Regions from separate parts of the Mus musculus genome. Here all the other regions are linked to region 3. A link is a contact called in public HiChIP or PLAC-seq data. All regions are on one chromosome and are shown on one strand. Each heading gives the region's core, a stretch centred on a gene start, on an enhancer-like site or on the middle of the called end of the contact. The rest is flanking DNA. Distances are from core to core; before and after follow the strand shown.

Region 1 (4,845 bases), core at 1,840-4,339, 460 kb after region 3:
AGCAAGTGGCCGCAGGTCCCAATTAGCTTGATCTTCAAAGCCTAGCTAGCTCCCCTTTCTTCCTTGACAATTTATGGATCCAGTCTGATACCAGTGAGGTATCTGAACTCACCCCAATTCACACTGTGTCCCAGGATTCCTGGGGGGTACTTGCCAGAGGATAGATTAGCTGGACAGACCCTGGGCTGGGGAGAGGCAGGGTTCTATGGCAGAGAGGATAGGTCCTCTTGTTACTTGGAGCAACTGGGGTAACTTTTGGGGCTCTCAATCTTACAGTGAAAGAATTTAAAGTTAAGACTCAAAAGGAAGCTCAGGGCAATTTATTACAGGTTAAGGAAAAACAGCATAGGCAAGTTGGAAATCTCATTGGCCTCCAGGAGGAGGCATGCTGGAGAGAGTTGTGCCTTTAGAGTTAGATATGGAGGTCAGAGAATCCAAAAGCCCATGGTGATTGGGAAAAGATGCTTAGGAATACAGAACTATGGCTCTAAGTTTATATGCCACCAGATTGCAGGCTCTTGTGTTCCAGGGCAGAAGAATATTTGTACAGGGGGCTGATGGTTAGAAGTAGACATAGAGATAGCTGATTAAGAAAGGAAAAGTACTCTGAGGATAGAGGTGGGCTTATAAGCCTGGTTAAGTCCTTTGTAGTGTCTGCCTTGCCTGTCTGTGTTTTCAGGTCTTTTCTACCTATAGGTACTGTTGTGAAGCCCAAATAAAGACTTAAAGTCTTCCTCCGCAAGCTGACTTAATTCCTAGGTTAATGTTGATGTCTTAATTCAGGGATCCTATTCTGCTACTGTAGTTTCAAGCTTTTCAGCTTCACTCACTGTCTCCTTGAGGACATAAAAGGTTTTATATCTAACCAGCAGTATCTGTAGCTACAGGCTGTGTGGACATTTGGACCTTGTGGCAATCTTGGAAAAAGATGCCTGGTTGAGGCTTCCAACTTAGAAGCTGCAGCAACACTGGGTTATGACACTGGGGGCATTTCAGGGGGAGTTTCCCAGGGTTGGAAGACTATTTCCAGAGAGGTGCTACCCAGCAGGTGCTGTGGCGGGGTGGGGCTGAGGAGATGGGGAAACAGCTACTCACTCACTTCCCCTATCAGCCCCTGTGTGGAGCGGGGAGAGGCCTGCCTCCCTAATCACCTCATGTCCTGTCAGTGGTCACCCCACCCATACCCCAGTACACAAGGGGAAACTGAGGCAATAACCTCAGTGTGCTTCATTCTCCTGTCATCACACAGGAAAGGCTGTTGGTAGGACGTCTACTGCTCTGTGGTCTACTGCCTCACTATGCAATCTACAAAGTCACTGAACTACTCTGGATCTAAGGTTAGCATTTGCAAAACTGAACTGTGGTTTCTTTCCAGAGCAGAAAAGGAGGCTCATGGAAAGACTCTGGCCCAGTGCCTGGGCCTTTAAGCACTTGGAATTTCTCTCTTTGGGTGGTAGACTCCAAGGGTCACACCCTCCGTGCTTCAGAATGGGAGATAGCGTAGATCCTAGAAAGCTGGCCCCAGATTCTCTTCTGCTCCGAGCAAATTGAGTGACCTTGGTTAACTTATCTGGAAAAAAAAATGGCTTAATAACCATCCTGGCATAGGTGAGAAAAGTTAACCAATGCCTGGCCCAGATGGATTTGCCTGCCTGTCAGGGTGGGTACCTAAGCATCTTCCTCACCACCACCTTCCTGTTCCATGAGCTCAGCTGAGTGAGTTGTTATCTGGCCAACAGTGTACCTAGCGAATATCTCCTAAGTGCCCTCTGTGTGTTTGGCCCAGAGTAGAGGTGGTGGTGGTGGAGGGGGCAAGGGTAGTGGAACGCCTTCCTCTTGGAATATCTGGGGCTCAGGAAATGGACCACAGAGTGAAATGTGGCTGTGTGGTTTTGAATGACTTCTTGGGTGGTCACAGGGGACCTGAGTCCAAGATCAAGGAAGCCACTGGATGAAGGACCAGCTGGGGATTCGGGTTCTAAGGACAGAGGGACTGGGAACTTCCAGCAGTATCCCCAAAAAGGAGGGTGTCTGGTTGGGCACAGAATCTGGAGCCACTCCACTGTTGGATAGTGCTCACCTTGTTCCCTCAGCACAGACTGGAAGAGGACCACACTCTAGCTACAGTGATAGGGAGGTAACCTGGCTGGCCCTGGAGTCCCAGACTAAAGGTGAAGGGGACAGCAAAGAGCTGTACTGGGGAGGGTGGGGAGAGGTTGGGGGGGTAGTGGAGATCAGACTCGTTCAGTCATCACGTAAAGCAGAGTTTTTCAACATGTGTCAGGACCCCTTGAGGGTTGAATGATCCTTTTATAGGGGTCACCTAAGATCATCAGAAAACACAGATATTTACATGATGATTCATAACAGTATCAAAATTATAATTATGAAGTAGCAATGAAAATTGTTTTATAGTTGGAGTTACCACAACATGAGGAACTGTATGAAACGGTCTCAGCATTAGGTTGAGAAACATCATGTTAGATAGAGGTCCTGTGAGAGTGTTTGAGGGGGAGTGGGGCAAGCTGGGTACTTAAAACAAGCAGAACATGATAAGCTCCAGGCCAAAGGGATGAGGTAAGGGGTGGGACCCAGAACACAGAGAGGCGGGTCAGCTCAGCCTCAGCTTTAATCCTGTTGCTTCATCTGCTTTCAGAGACATGGCAGAGATAAGGGTGAACTCCACCCACTGGGTCACTAGGGAGAAGTGAAGGGTAGGGGCAGGGCAGGGCAGGGTTAAGGGGCCTCTAGAAAGAATGTGGAAAACCTGGAATTGGGTTTTGTTTTCATATTTTATTTTTATTTTTATTTTTATTTTTTACAGTGCTGAAAGTAGAACCCAGGGCCCTAGGCATGGTAGGTAAGCACTACCACTGGCCACATGACCTCACATTCCTGTCGTTCCTTTTGTCCTCCCTGTACTACCAGGCCTGGCTCTTTTCTCTTCTCTTCCTGTCTCCATTTTCCTCTACCTTCTTTTCTGGGCTCAAGCCATGCTTTTCTCTTAGCCTTGTCCATAGCTAGGACAGGCCAGAGCTATCAAGGACTGTTGGATGTGCATCTAGCTCTCATCTGTATAAGGACTAGTCCAGCCACAGCTTCACTGGAGTCTCGGGCGTTGATGACTCACCAAATGCTTTGGAAGTTGAGGGAGGAAAATTACTTTGGGTTTGAGGCCAAGCTGCAAAAAATTGCCTCATTGATTTCTCACGACAAATCCTGAAAGCATGGGTGCAAATCTCATCTCTTTATTGGCATCTGGTTTTGGTTTTGGTTTTGGTTTTGTCTTTTCAGCAGTGGGGATTAAATTGAGGGCCTCATGTATCATAGGTTAGTGCTCTACCACTGAGCACCATGCTCAGCTATCTCTTTTTGCTTTTTGAGACAGGATCTCACTAACTTATTCAGACTGGCCTCGAATACTTTCTATAGCCCAGTCTAGTCTTGGGCTTGGTGATTCTTCAGTTCTCAAGTGGCTGGACTCTAGGCCCACACTGCCAGTACTGGCTTTAACTTTGTTTTGCAGCTGGGGAAACTGAGGCAGCCAGGTGTGTTGCCAGAATTCTTTTCTGAATTCTGGGAAGTAGCAGCATCAGAATTGGAATCCAGAACTTACCTTTCCTTTGAGGTTGAGGGTGTGTATCCCAAACACTGACTTAAAAGAGACTTCAGTATTTCATATCAAGCTGAGCTCATTGTTTCCATGCCTTCCTTCTGGCTGCAGCTGATAGCCTTACCTCTCCCTCATCTGCAAGATCATCTGAGAGCTAGTCCCTACCAGACCCAGAGCTGCTATCCATCTGGTCTGCCTGGAAGATGGCCCTTTGCTAGCAGCTCCCAGCCTTCTTCAGAGTGGTCAGTGTCCCCTGCAAGCTCAGTAAGTCAGAAATATGGGTATGATGACACACCCTCATATCCCTCACCTCTTCTAGCCTCTTCTCATGCACACAGCTGTGAACTGGAAGGGTATCTACCATTTCAGGGAAGACCAGAGGAAGACAAATCTTTGGAAGAGTGACTGTAGGCAGGGTCTCCAGCCTCTTCATTTCTGTTTCTTCATTTCTTTGAGATGGACAAAGATTCCCATTAGGACACACACTGTGTCATTTACTTGGAAGGCTCCAGGAAAAGTTGGCCATGAGGCTACTGCCCATCAGAAATTCATCTGTATGTCGGCTGGAGCTAGACTCAGAGAACAATCCCAGCATCTTCCCCAGTTCCCTCCCTCTGACCATGTGGGTCTATGGTTTATTTGAAAACTTTTGAGTTCCCTGGGATTGTGGAGACTGCTCTTGGCCCAAAGCAGAGCCCATGCTTCAGGGTCTCAGCTCTACAAACAGGTACCCTGGTATAGGCACCACAGGAAGTCAGTGGTGAATTCTCAAGTGCTAACTGTTGCTATGTAACAAGCTGTATGGTGCTATGGCTTGAAATAGCAGTGGTCTGTGATGTGGGGTCTGTGGGTTAGGGGATCTGCCAGTTTCTGCTGGTCTCCCAGGGAGGCCAGATAGATTAGAAGGCAAGAGGCAGCCCAACAAACATGGCCAGAGATAGTATCTTTTAGCAGAGCCTCTTGGATCCCTTACTGCACCTCAACTCTTGAGAGGAAAGAAGAATCTCTGCCATAAAAGGACTTGTAGAGCTAGGTCCTGGGGTGAGTTCCCAGAACATCAGCCACAGGTCAAGGAGGCAGGTGGAAACCATCCACCGGACCAAAACTGAGAGTCTTGCTTAGGAGTGTGAAGTGGAACCCACGGTGGCTAGGATTAGGATGGGGAGGGGAACGACAACAGGCAGAGAGTGGAACGCCTTGGGGCTGGAAGACAGTCCATAAAGGAATCCTTT
Region 2 (4,609 bases), core at 534-3,033, 470 kb before region 3:
GACAAGAAATACTGCCCAAGGTTAACTGAGTGGCTGAACCAAGGCCTAAGACAACCTCCAACCATCTGCCAATACCATCCTATTGTGGGTTCTCAGCTGGTGCCTAGGTCCCCCTCCAGCCACCCACCATCATCTTGCTAAAACACCTCCCTCTCACCCCCCACTCCCCGATGACTCCCTGGTAGAGAGGGAGGCAGGCAGGCCGTTGCTAAGCACTCACCAGCTCTCTCATAAAAATAAACTCCTTCTGGCTTAGAGACTCTGAGTGAGATCCCCTCCCTACCAGCAACAAAAAAAAAATTTTTTTTTTCTTTTAATTTAAAAAAGATCTCTATGACATTTATTTGAAAGCTAGCTGTGCCAAATCGGAGGCCAATTTACTGACATCCAATTGGAGCCACGTGCTACCAATCCGCAGTCCGAGGACCCTCCGGGTCAAGCGCCTGGCCAGTCTTTGAGATGATTTATTTCCCCAGGCAGGAAATGGGGGCCCAGGCTGTCTCCCAAGCCTTTGGGGCTGGTCCTAGGGAAGGCAGGGATCTGGCAGAGGCCAGGCAGTGACCAAAATAGCCAGGTCGGTGGCCCTGCTGAGCACACGCCTCCCTTGCCGCCAGGCTACAGCCTAGGTTGAGGCTTTGGGACTGTAGGATCTGTTCCTGAGACTGGTTCCTTGTGTGGCTTCCCCAGTGGGAGCAGACCAGAACCTCCCACCCAAAAGAGGAACCCATAAAGTGAAGGGGAGCAGTCTAGAGGAAGATGTGTTCAGCTGGTGCTACCCATTGCCCCTGGCTGTCGTTTCGGGCCTCAGCCCTGCTACTCAAGCCTGGGAGCGACTGTCACACCTGCGTGCCACACCCAGGCAGCACCTGGAGCCATACCGCCCTTTTACCTCTCCTAAATACTACGAAGAACCAAAGATGTCCATTGGGCCCACTGGGCACAAGGGATGGCCTCTCGGGTACAGCTAGAAGACACTAGACTTGCCCCCAACCACAGATCCAGGGATCCAGGCACATTCGGGCACACACACGTGCACACGGCCAGGGTTCCGGAGACACAGCCACACGTACAGGTTCACATAGGCAAGATGTGTGTGTGTGTGTGTGTGTGTGTGTGTGTGTGTGTATCAGAAGACAGAGCCACACGGCCACACTACACTCAGGTAAGGCAGCCCCGGACATAGCCCTGGTCATATCACACACCCCGGGGCGCACATGTACACGGCTGCCTAGGGTGGAGAAACAGCCACTCTCAGAAACAGAGACATCCAGGGACAAGGAGGCACCCCGTGGGACACACACACACACACACACACACACACACACACACACACACCTGCCGCCGCACCAGCAGCCCCAGCCCCTTCGCCAGGGAAACAATAACTCCCTCTCCAGCAGAGCTGAACAGGAGACCCTCAGTCCCTCCCTCAGGGGTGAAGGGGATGAAAGAGCGCGGGGAGGCCAGACCCGCAGGGACCCGGTGAGGTGGCGGAGCGCGGCCCGGGGAGGGGGCTGCAGTCGCGGCCCACACGCCCTGGGTACCTGGGTGGCTAAGCCCACAGCGGATGGCCCGGGGCTGGCGAGGCTGGCGGGACTGGCGGCGATCGCGGCGTTGGCGGCTGGGCACGGGAGCTCGGCAGCAACCAGGTCCCGGAGCACGACGCTGGCGGCGGCGCGGAGGAAGCGGTAATTTATAAGCGGCTTCTCCCTGACCTCGCGTGTCTGTTGTCTGAACAGGCAGCTCTCCGCATCACCCATCCTGCTGGGTGGAAAAATACCAGCTTGGCCGGGCCTGGGCGGGGCCTAGGGAGGGGCCTGGTCTGTCGGCCACGCCCACACACGGGGCGCGCGCGCGCGCGCGCACACACACACACACACACACACACACACACACACACGCACGCACGCGCGCACGAGCTCGGACACACAAAGAGCCGGAGCTCGCCTCGTCGAGCGCGCGCACCCATCCTCATGCTCCATCCAAACGCTGGTGGCTAATGGCACTGCTCAGGCCTCTCATGCAGGCGATGAGGAGTTAGAGACCCAGACCCCTGGCTCATCTCCTGTCCTGATATTACCACACCACAACGCTCTCTAACACACCCACCTAGGTCTGTGGACGAGGCCTGTGGCTGCCGCAGCAGCTAGATCCCTACCAGAATCTGCTCCTCCCCCATTGCCCCGAGTCCTCTCAGGGCCAGTGTGCAGCTCTGCAAGCCTGGCTGAGCTGCCGTGGAAGTGATAATGGAGGCCAAGTCCCCCACCCCCACCCCCACCCCCACCCCTGGCCCACATGAGGCTGTGTTTTCGAAGCGCCCCGACTTCGTCGTGGCTGTGTGACATCAGGCAAGTTCCCCAGACCTTCTGTGTCTTAGTTTCCTCATCTGTAAAACGGAAATAAAAATAGTGGAACTCATCACTTCTGGCTGCTGGGAGGGTCCAAGGTTAACAGTGTAAAGAGTCTGAACAGGACACCAGGCACCTAGGAAGTGCCAAACGAGTGTCAGCAAATGTGACTATTTTTAAATGGAGATGGGGAGTGTGCCATTATTCTTGTCCTTATTTGAATGAGCATGTCCTCCATCTGATTGTACACACCCACAGCCTGGCTGAGCCTGAGGTGGCGCTGTGTGACCTTCAGTAAGGCCTTCCCCCTCTCTGCTTGCCCACTTCCTTTTCTTTCTTCTCCACTCTCTCTGCACATAAGTGTCAATTATGTAGCATGGCTATCCTGTCTCTTAAACTGGGAATGGTAGCCCCAGACCTGACCAGCCTGAATCCATTGTCCTAGGCTGGCATAAGACACCAAGAAGCAAAATAAGGTGGTGGTGTGACTCAAGCCTTTAATCCCAGCGCTGGGAGGCAGAGACAGGCAGATCTCTGAGTTCAAGGCCAATCTGGTTTACAGAGTGAGTTCCACTAAGGCTGCACAGAGAAAACCCGTCTTAAAAAAAAAAAATCCAGACTCACATTTCATTACCCACAGCACAAAGGGCTGAGACCAGGGGGTAGGTCAGAGAGTAGGAAAGTGGCTGTTTTGAACCCAGAGCAGACTTCAGGAAGCCCAGAGCCTTTGGGCAGACAGAAGGGTGGGGGTGGGGAACAGAGGAAGCAAGGGCTGTAAGGCTGCAAAAGCCTGCAGGCATGGTGTCACAGGACTCTACAAAGAGTCAGGGCAGGGGAGGCCACAGAGGCCTGGCAGGCCCAGGGATTCAATTCGGAAAGCCTGGGCAGGCCTGAGCCTAAGAATGATCGACACAGTATCACACAAGGGATGACTGGGAAGAATGGGAGGAGGTGGCTCAGGCCTTCATCAGTCTCCCCTTCTGTAATGTCAACTCGGTGAGATCTGGTCCTCGAACTCCCATCAAGTACACAAAGCATCACAGGCCTGGTGCACAGAAAGTGCTCAGCTACACTTGCATTTATTTATGTATGTGTATGTAAGTGTGTATGTATTATATTTTGAGATAGGGATGGCACTACATTGCCTGGCCTGGTCCCAAATTGTTGGGTTCCAAGTCACCTTCCTACTGCAGAGCCCTTGGGTAGCTGGGGTCATAGCTGAGTGACATCTGGGTCACTGCAACTACTATATTTATTTAGTTAGTTTCCTTTCTTCAGCATTTTCCCGGCTGGTAGAATTCACTTCATGTAAACAAGGCCAACCCGCCCCTCCCCAGAGCATCCCTGGGAGCTCAGCACTGCTAGTTCTCCCACTTTACAGAAGGGAAAACTGAGCCACAGAGAAAATAGCTGGCCTGGGGGACGCTTGGCCAGTGAGTCACAGGGCTGGAATCTAAACCTAGACCATCTGTTTGTTTCCAGGGGAGCTTTGGAAGAACCCAGCCCCAGGCTGTGGGTGCAGCAGATCAGTCAGGCATGGAGTATGAACTTAACATGTGAGAGGCCATGGACTGTCAGAGCGGTCAGAAGTCTCAAGCAGGGCAGCCTGAACTGAATCCAGCCCCAGATGTTCTGCTGCTTGGCCTGTGGTGGGCTCCATCCATCGTGATTTGAGTTCATTGCCAGGAATCAAAATTGATATATGAATGCATGTACCCTCACCTGCTCAGCTGCTTAGGCAAGATTGCCTAGCCTAGGAGTCTAGAGGTGGCCTGACAACATAGAGACACTGAGTCTCTTTAAAAAAAAATAATTTCAGGCTGTTGGGTGGTAGTGCATTCCTTTAATCCACTTGGGAGGTAGAGGCAGGTAGATCTCTTGAGTTCCAGGCTAGCCTGGTCTAGAGAGCAATTCCAGGACTACACAGAGAAACCTTGTTTCAAAAAACAAAAATAGATAATAATCATTATTAATAGTGTTATATAATAATTGTTATAATTATATGTTATAATATAATTATAAAATAATACTATATAATAATGATATTCTTATTACTGTTATTTTGATCTGGGCATGGTAGTATTCACCTTTAAACCTAGAGGGCAGAGGAAGGTGAATCTCTGTGAACTTAAGGTCATCCTGGTGACAGTGAATTTCGGAGTAGCCAGGACTACATAGTAAGAGCCTGTCTCAAATAATTTGCTCAAACACAATGGCACATACCTGTAATCCAAGCATCTAGGAGATAGAGGATGTGGAGTTCA
Region 3 (4,878 bases), core at 452-2,951:
GCATGGCAGAGCCTAGCCTGGGCTCACCCTTGAGATAGCAATGGATTTAAAAGGCTACAACCAGAACAGGTCTCCAAAGGCCAGACAGGAGCCCAGAAGAAAGATCTGGTAGAGACTGCAACCAAAGGTGCCCCTGGCCCATCCCTAAGGGAAGGCAGCCAGCAGCACTGGTTGAAGCACTCCACAAAAGCATATGAATCCTAACCACCAGAGCTTGCTTTTTTTTTTTTTTTTTTTTCAAGAAAAGACGGAAATCCGGACTTTTCTGTGAAAGCTGCCAGTTAGTAAATGCTGGCAGCTAATTAAATTTTTAAAAACAATAATAGCATACTGAGAGCCAAGCAAAACATGCAGAGCTAGTCACAGCCGGGGCTGGCGGGTCTGCACCTCCAGTCAGATGCTTTCTACATACTACATGAAGGGGTGGGCGGGAAGACAAGAGGTACCCACCCTTGGCAACATCTCCCATCCTGCCTTTCCTCTTGGGGGTCCTGCACACACACACACACACACACACATACTTGGCACCTCTGGAAGGTGAGGCGAGAGCTCCGATCATTCCATCACAAATATGTATTAGCTCCACTCAATGCCAAGCCCAGGGAGCCCTCTGCTGCCACCCACCCACGTCACCCAAGCTCTCCTGGAGAGGGTCAGGTTCAGCATCCTCTGAGCAACAAGGACCCACACACCACAAATTCCTTTTTGTCTCTCTGGCCAGTCATAGAACACCTGCTGGCTCAGACCAACTTCGGACTGGTCCAAGTGGCCATCACCGTGAAGCAGATGGGCACGATCTCAGGCTGGCTGAGGAAGAAAGGATGGACTCTTGCCTAGGAGAGGGGGGGCGGGGAAACAAGAGGTGGTGAGGAGCCAAGCCCACCCCTGAAGACTTAGCCCCTCCTGGGCCCCCTAGGCCACTCCAAGAGTGAGCCAAGACTAACACCAGCAGCCACCTCCTTCTCTCTAGGCTGAGGCTCCCACTCAGCAGGGGAACCGCAGATGCTAGGGACCATGACTCTGTCTGTGAACCTGAGTGTGGGGCCCTCTGTGTCCAACACAGGCCCGTGTGGGAGATGTGTGTGGAATAGCGGATGGAGATAAGCGAAGCATTGAACCAACCGGCACTGAACCAAACTTTCTATGGATGTCGAACGCACACGTGCCTAACACGGACACATATGCATGTCTGAAGGATGCCTAAAACATGCAAGTGTGTGTGAAAGCACTCACGTGCAGAGGGATGTGGGAGAAGTGAACGTGCACAGCCCCTGCACGAGAGATTCTGGGCTGGGTGTTGGGGTGGCCTGTGCCTCTGCAGAGCTTGCAGTAACTTCTGCTAGTGTGAGTGCATGTGTGGCAGTTTGTGACTGAGGGTGGGGTGGTACCAGACCGAGAGGCCCAATCTTTCCCGCCGGGGATGGGGGGCAGCTGGGGGAGTGACCCTGGGAGACCCTGAAGGACTAGTCTGGTGTCTGGAGAGCCAGAGAGACGAGCCAGCGATCAAGAGAACGTGACTGACCTAGAGGAAGCGCGGGGTGGAGATCGAAGGCTCTGTACTTACCCGGTGCTCTGTGTTGAGCTGCGCCGCCGTCAGTCTGTCCGCGCACCCGCCGTCGGTGAATCCAGAGTCCGGGTGGCGCGCGGCTCGGGGTTGGAGAAGAGCGGGACTAGCCAGGCCTTGAGACCCCGCCCCACAGGTCCCGCCTCAGGGCGGGGCCTCGATTTTGCTAAGACTTCGCCCAACCCAGTGCTCAACAAGCCCAAATAGGAGCCCAGGAGCCGGCGCTCTCCTGTCCGGGTCTCTGAGTCCCTCTTTCCACTCCCTCTCACCATGCTTTGGCTATATTGAGACTCAGATGTCTCAGTACTGCGCCACCCTTTAGCTTCTCCTCCTGGACCCAGCACCCTGTGATAGCCAGAGGTACCCAGGCTCAAAGCTGCCCAGGGACAGGTCTGCAGAAACTAGGCATGGGCATGCTCCCATCTTAGTTCTCCACTGTCTAGATCACCCTGCCCTTTTTCTTTTTTTCCTTTCTTTCTTTCTTTCTTTCTTTCTTTCTTTCTTTCTTTCTTTCTTTCTTTCTTTCTTTCTTTCTTTCTCCTCCTCCTCCTCCTCCTCCTCCTCCTCCTCCTCCTCCTCCTCCTCCTCCTTCTTCTTCTTCTTCTTCTTCTTCTTCTTCTTCTTCTTCTTCTCCTCCTCCTCCTCCTCCTCCTCCTCCTCCTCCTCCTCCTCCTCCTCCTCCTTCTTCTTCTTTTTTTATCCTGATTCAGTTGCCTGTACTATGGTGTGGCTTAGCCAATCCTCTTGACCTCTGTGGGTAGGGAGCTGTGGAGAACACTGTCATCCACAGCACAGTGCCCAAGAGGCAGTCAACACTCTGTAAGATATAAACTCAAAACATATCATTACTGGGCCCTTGGCTCCCTGCCCCCCAAATGACAGAGGTGTCTGGTCACCACTGTCCACTCTCAGCAGGCCCAGGGCCTGTGCATGGTAGAAAGTCAACAGTGAGCTTCACTGTCTGAGATCCAGGACTGCTAATCACCTCCCATACCTGCCAGAGATGGATGCCCCTATAGCCACTGCCCGTCATCCTAGGAGCAGCTGTGGCCCAAGAGTAAGACCCCATGGCCCAGAACAGGTGTGAGGCAGCCAAGAGCAAACAAAAAGACAGAGAAGGAAGCTATCTGCCCAGGGTTACATAGCTGCACCTAGAAAGAGCCAGGGAATTGTAGAGGAACCAGGATGGGTTGTGGAGAGCAGAGCTGAATGGAAAAGTCTGACCCAGCCTGCCTCTGTGGGCTCTTTCCACAAACGCCTCTCTCAGGGCCTTTGTGTATGCTGTTAACCTCTACCCGAACACCTCTCCCCCAGGAGCCTAGGGCTGGTGCATCCTTGTTTTGAGATAAAATATCCCCTTTCTGAGACCACATCAGAGCCCTTCTATCCTGCCACTTGGCTGCATTCTCTCCCTGGCTACCTTTTTGAGATTGGTTTATAAATGATCGTTTGTAGAATTACTTAGCAGCTAAGACTTCTTTCCCATGCAGCTGTGTGTCCTTGGGCCAGTCACCTTGGGCAAGTCCCTTCCCTCTGAGTTTTGGCTTACTTCCTCAGGGGCAAACTAAACAATAGGTGTCAAAGCCTACATCAGGGGTTGAGCTGAAATCCCAAAGTTCCAGAGGGGTGTGTTCAGTAAATAGTATATGAGAATAAAGAGCAGATGAAACCCTTCTCTCTATGGCCAAGAGCATAGCTGCAGCAAGCATGGACCCTTTCCCCACTACAAGTCCCGGCTGAGGGAGAGAAGGGAGGCAAGCAGCCAACATTCAGGCTCAGGCTGCAGACAAGGAGCCTGGGCCTGGTTGTCTTTCCACCAGATAACACAGAGGCTGTTTCCCACCTCCGACATTTGAGCCAGAGTCATGGCTCGCCTAGAGCCTGCCAGGACTCTTATCAAGACAGGGTATGCATCACCCACCAGGAATTTGGGGCTGGGGCTTGGCTGACATAGAGTTGGAGGAAGTTATAGGCTGACAAGGTCCAGACAAAGTGCCACAGGGGGCAGAGGTGTTACTCACACCAGTGCTGATCTCACAGCCTCCCTGGGCACTGAGGCGCCAGAGCCAGCAGGCGGAGGGCTCACCTATACCACCTGGCCAACTGGACTGGCTCACAGTTTTTAGGGAAAGGGACTGCAGCTATACCTGGTATATGACCACTCTGTAAATAGCACAAGACACCACCCAAGGGCTTGGGAAGGCCAGCTCTGAGGCTGGGCAGCCTTCCTGAATGACCTTCAGCCTCAGCTTCAGTGTCCCCATGGAGATACTGGAGTTGTGCAGGCAATGCTGGAAGTGGCAACTGGACACACTAAGCCCTTACTTTCATGTTTGTTGTCACTTTATACACCACAAACCTTCACCCTGCATCATCTGTGGGAGAAGAGGTGTCATAAATGTCCCTGGGACTCAAACTTGGAGAGAAAAAAGAGCAACTATTGGGACCAAATCTTGCTGTCATACTAGTATTGTGGAGCCAGGACTCCCTTTGAGAGCTATCCTCCTGCCTCTGGGGACTGATGTGGCTCCCAACCTCCAATAGGCTCTTTGATCCTCCCTCCCACTCTGCCTCTTTGTGTCTCCTGCCCTCCCTTTAACTTTGCAGCCACAGTGCAGGAGCTCCAGTCCGCTGGCTCCCCAGCTGCAGGGAAGAAGACAGTAGACACCAGAGCCACCAGAGCTTTCCAGTGGAGACTCTGCTGTCTCCCCAACCCAGAAAAGGCACTGTGGCTTGAATACCCTTTGAAAGCCCTCAGGCTCCTGAGCCCTGAATGTCCCTGAGGTTGCTGGGGAGGGGGTGATCTAGAGGGTAAACGGTTGCTGGGCAATAGAATCTCCAGGAAGTGGGCCTGGTGGAGCATGGTTAGGTTGTGGGGGCTCCACCCTCAGATGGGATTAATGAGTCTTTCTCAGGCCCTGCTCACTGAGACTTTGTTGTAAAGACCCAGCCTGCCTGCCCCCCACCCCCTCTGACTTCCCGTCTGGACATGTGATCTGTCCCTCTCACAGAGTTTCAGCCATGATGTGGTGCAGCCCAGGGGCCCTCCCCAGGATGCTGGCCCTGTAATCTCAGCTCTCCTAGGCTCTGAGCTACAGAAGACTCTTTTCTTCATACAGCAGCAGAAACTGAATGAAAATAACTTTCAAAGATGATGGCCAGAGACTTTTAAAGGCCAGTCCACCCACGGGGAGTGAGATCTGACGCTCCTCAATCCTGCTGTCCCACCAAGATGCTTGGTAGCACTACCCCAGACGTGTCTGACAATGGGCTGAATACTTCAGAACTTTGCATCTTTATCTGAAATATAAATG

The links. HiChIP or PLAC-seq counts read pairs in DNA pulled down with a chosen protein or histone mark.
Region 1: a contact with region 3 is called in a FOXA1 HiChIP or PLAC-seq map of pancreatic cancer cells. The contact joins the enhancer-like site here to the promoter of Fbln2 in region 3. A contact is called at or near these places in 1 of 15 datasets of contacts at CTCF or cohesin (the NIH/3T3 cell line), 2 of 115 datasets of contacts at active chromatin or transcription factors (extraembryonic endoderm stem cells and pancreatic cancer cells) and 1 of 9 other capture datasets (embryonic stem cells).
Region 2: an HNF4G HiChIP or PLAC-seq map of pancreatic cancer cells shows a contact between it and region 3. The contact joins the promoter of Slc6a6 here to the promoter of Fbln2 in region 3. A contact is called at or near these places in 1 of 484 Hi-C or Micro-C datasets (adipose-derived mesenchymal stem cells) and 1 of 115 datasets of contacts at active chromatin or transcription factors (pancreatic cancer cells).

Annotation. Positions count from the first base shown.
Region 1 is chr6:90,748,050-90,752,894 of GRCm38.p6, reverse strand. The region is part of intron 1 of Iqsec1 (IQ motif and Sec7 domain 1); the gene reads left to right. Among named protein-coding and RNA genes, the nearest start is that of Iqsec1, 60 kb to the left of the region's middle. Within about 2 kb of position 3,089, at least 76 of the 459 cell types and tissues checked have an H3K27ac peak or open chromatin away from gene starts, as enhancers often do. A contact at or near this core is called in the NIH/3T3 cell line and pancreatic cancer cells, where this site is marked.
Region 2 is chr6:91,681,241-91,685,849 of GRCm38.p6, reverse strand. It overlaps Slc6a6 (solute carrier family 6 (neurotransmitter transporter, taurine), member 6), which reads right to left and starts at 1,783. Exons shown (of 15, transcript NM_009320.4): 1 at 1,542-1,783.
Region 3 is chr6:91,209,587-91,214,464 of GRCm38.p6, reverse strand. Fbln2 (fibulin 2) reads right to left here and starts at 1,701. Exons shown (of 18, transcript NM_007992.2): 1 at 1,565-1,701.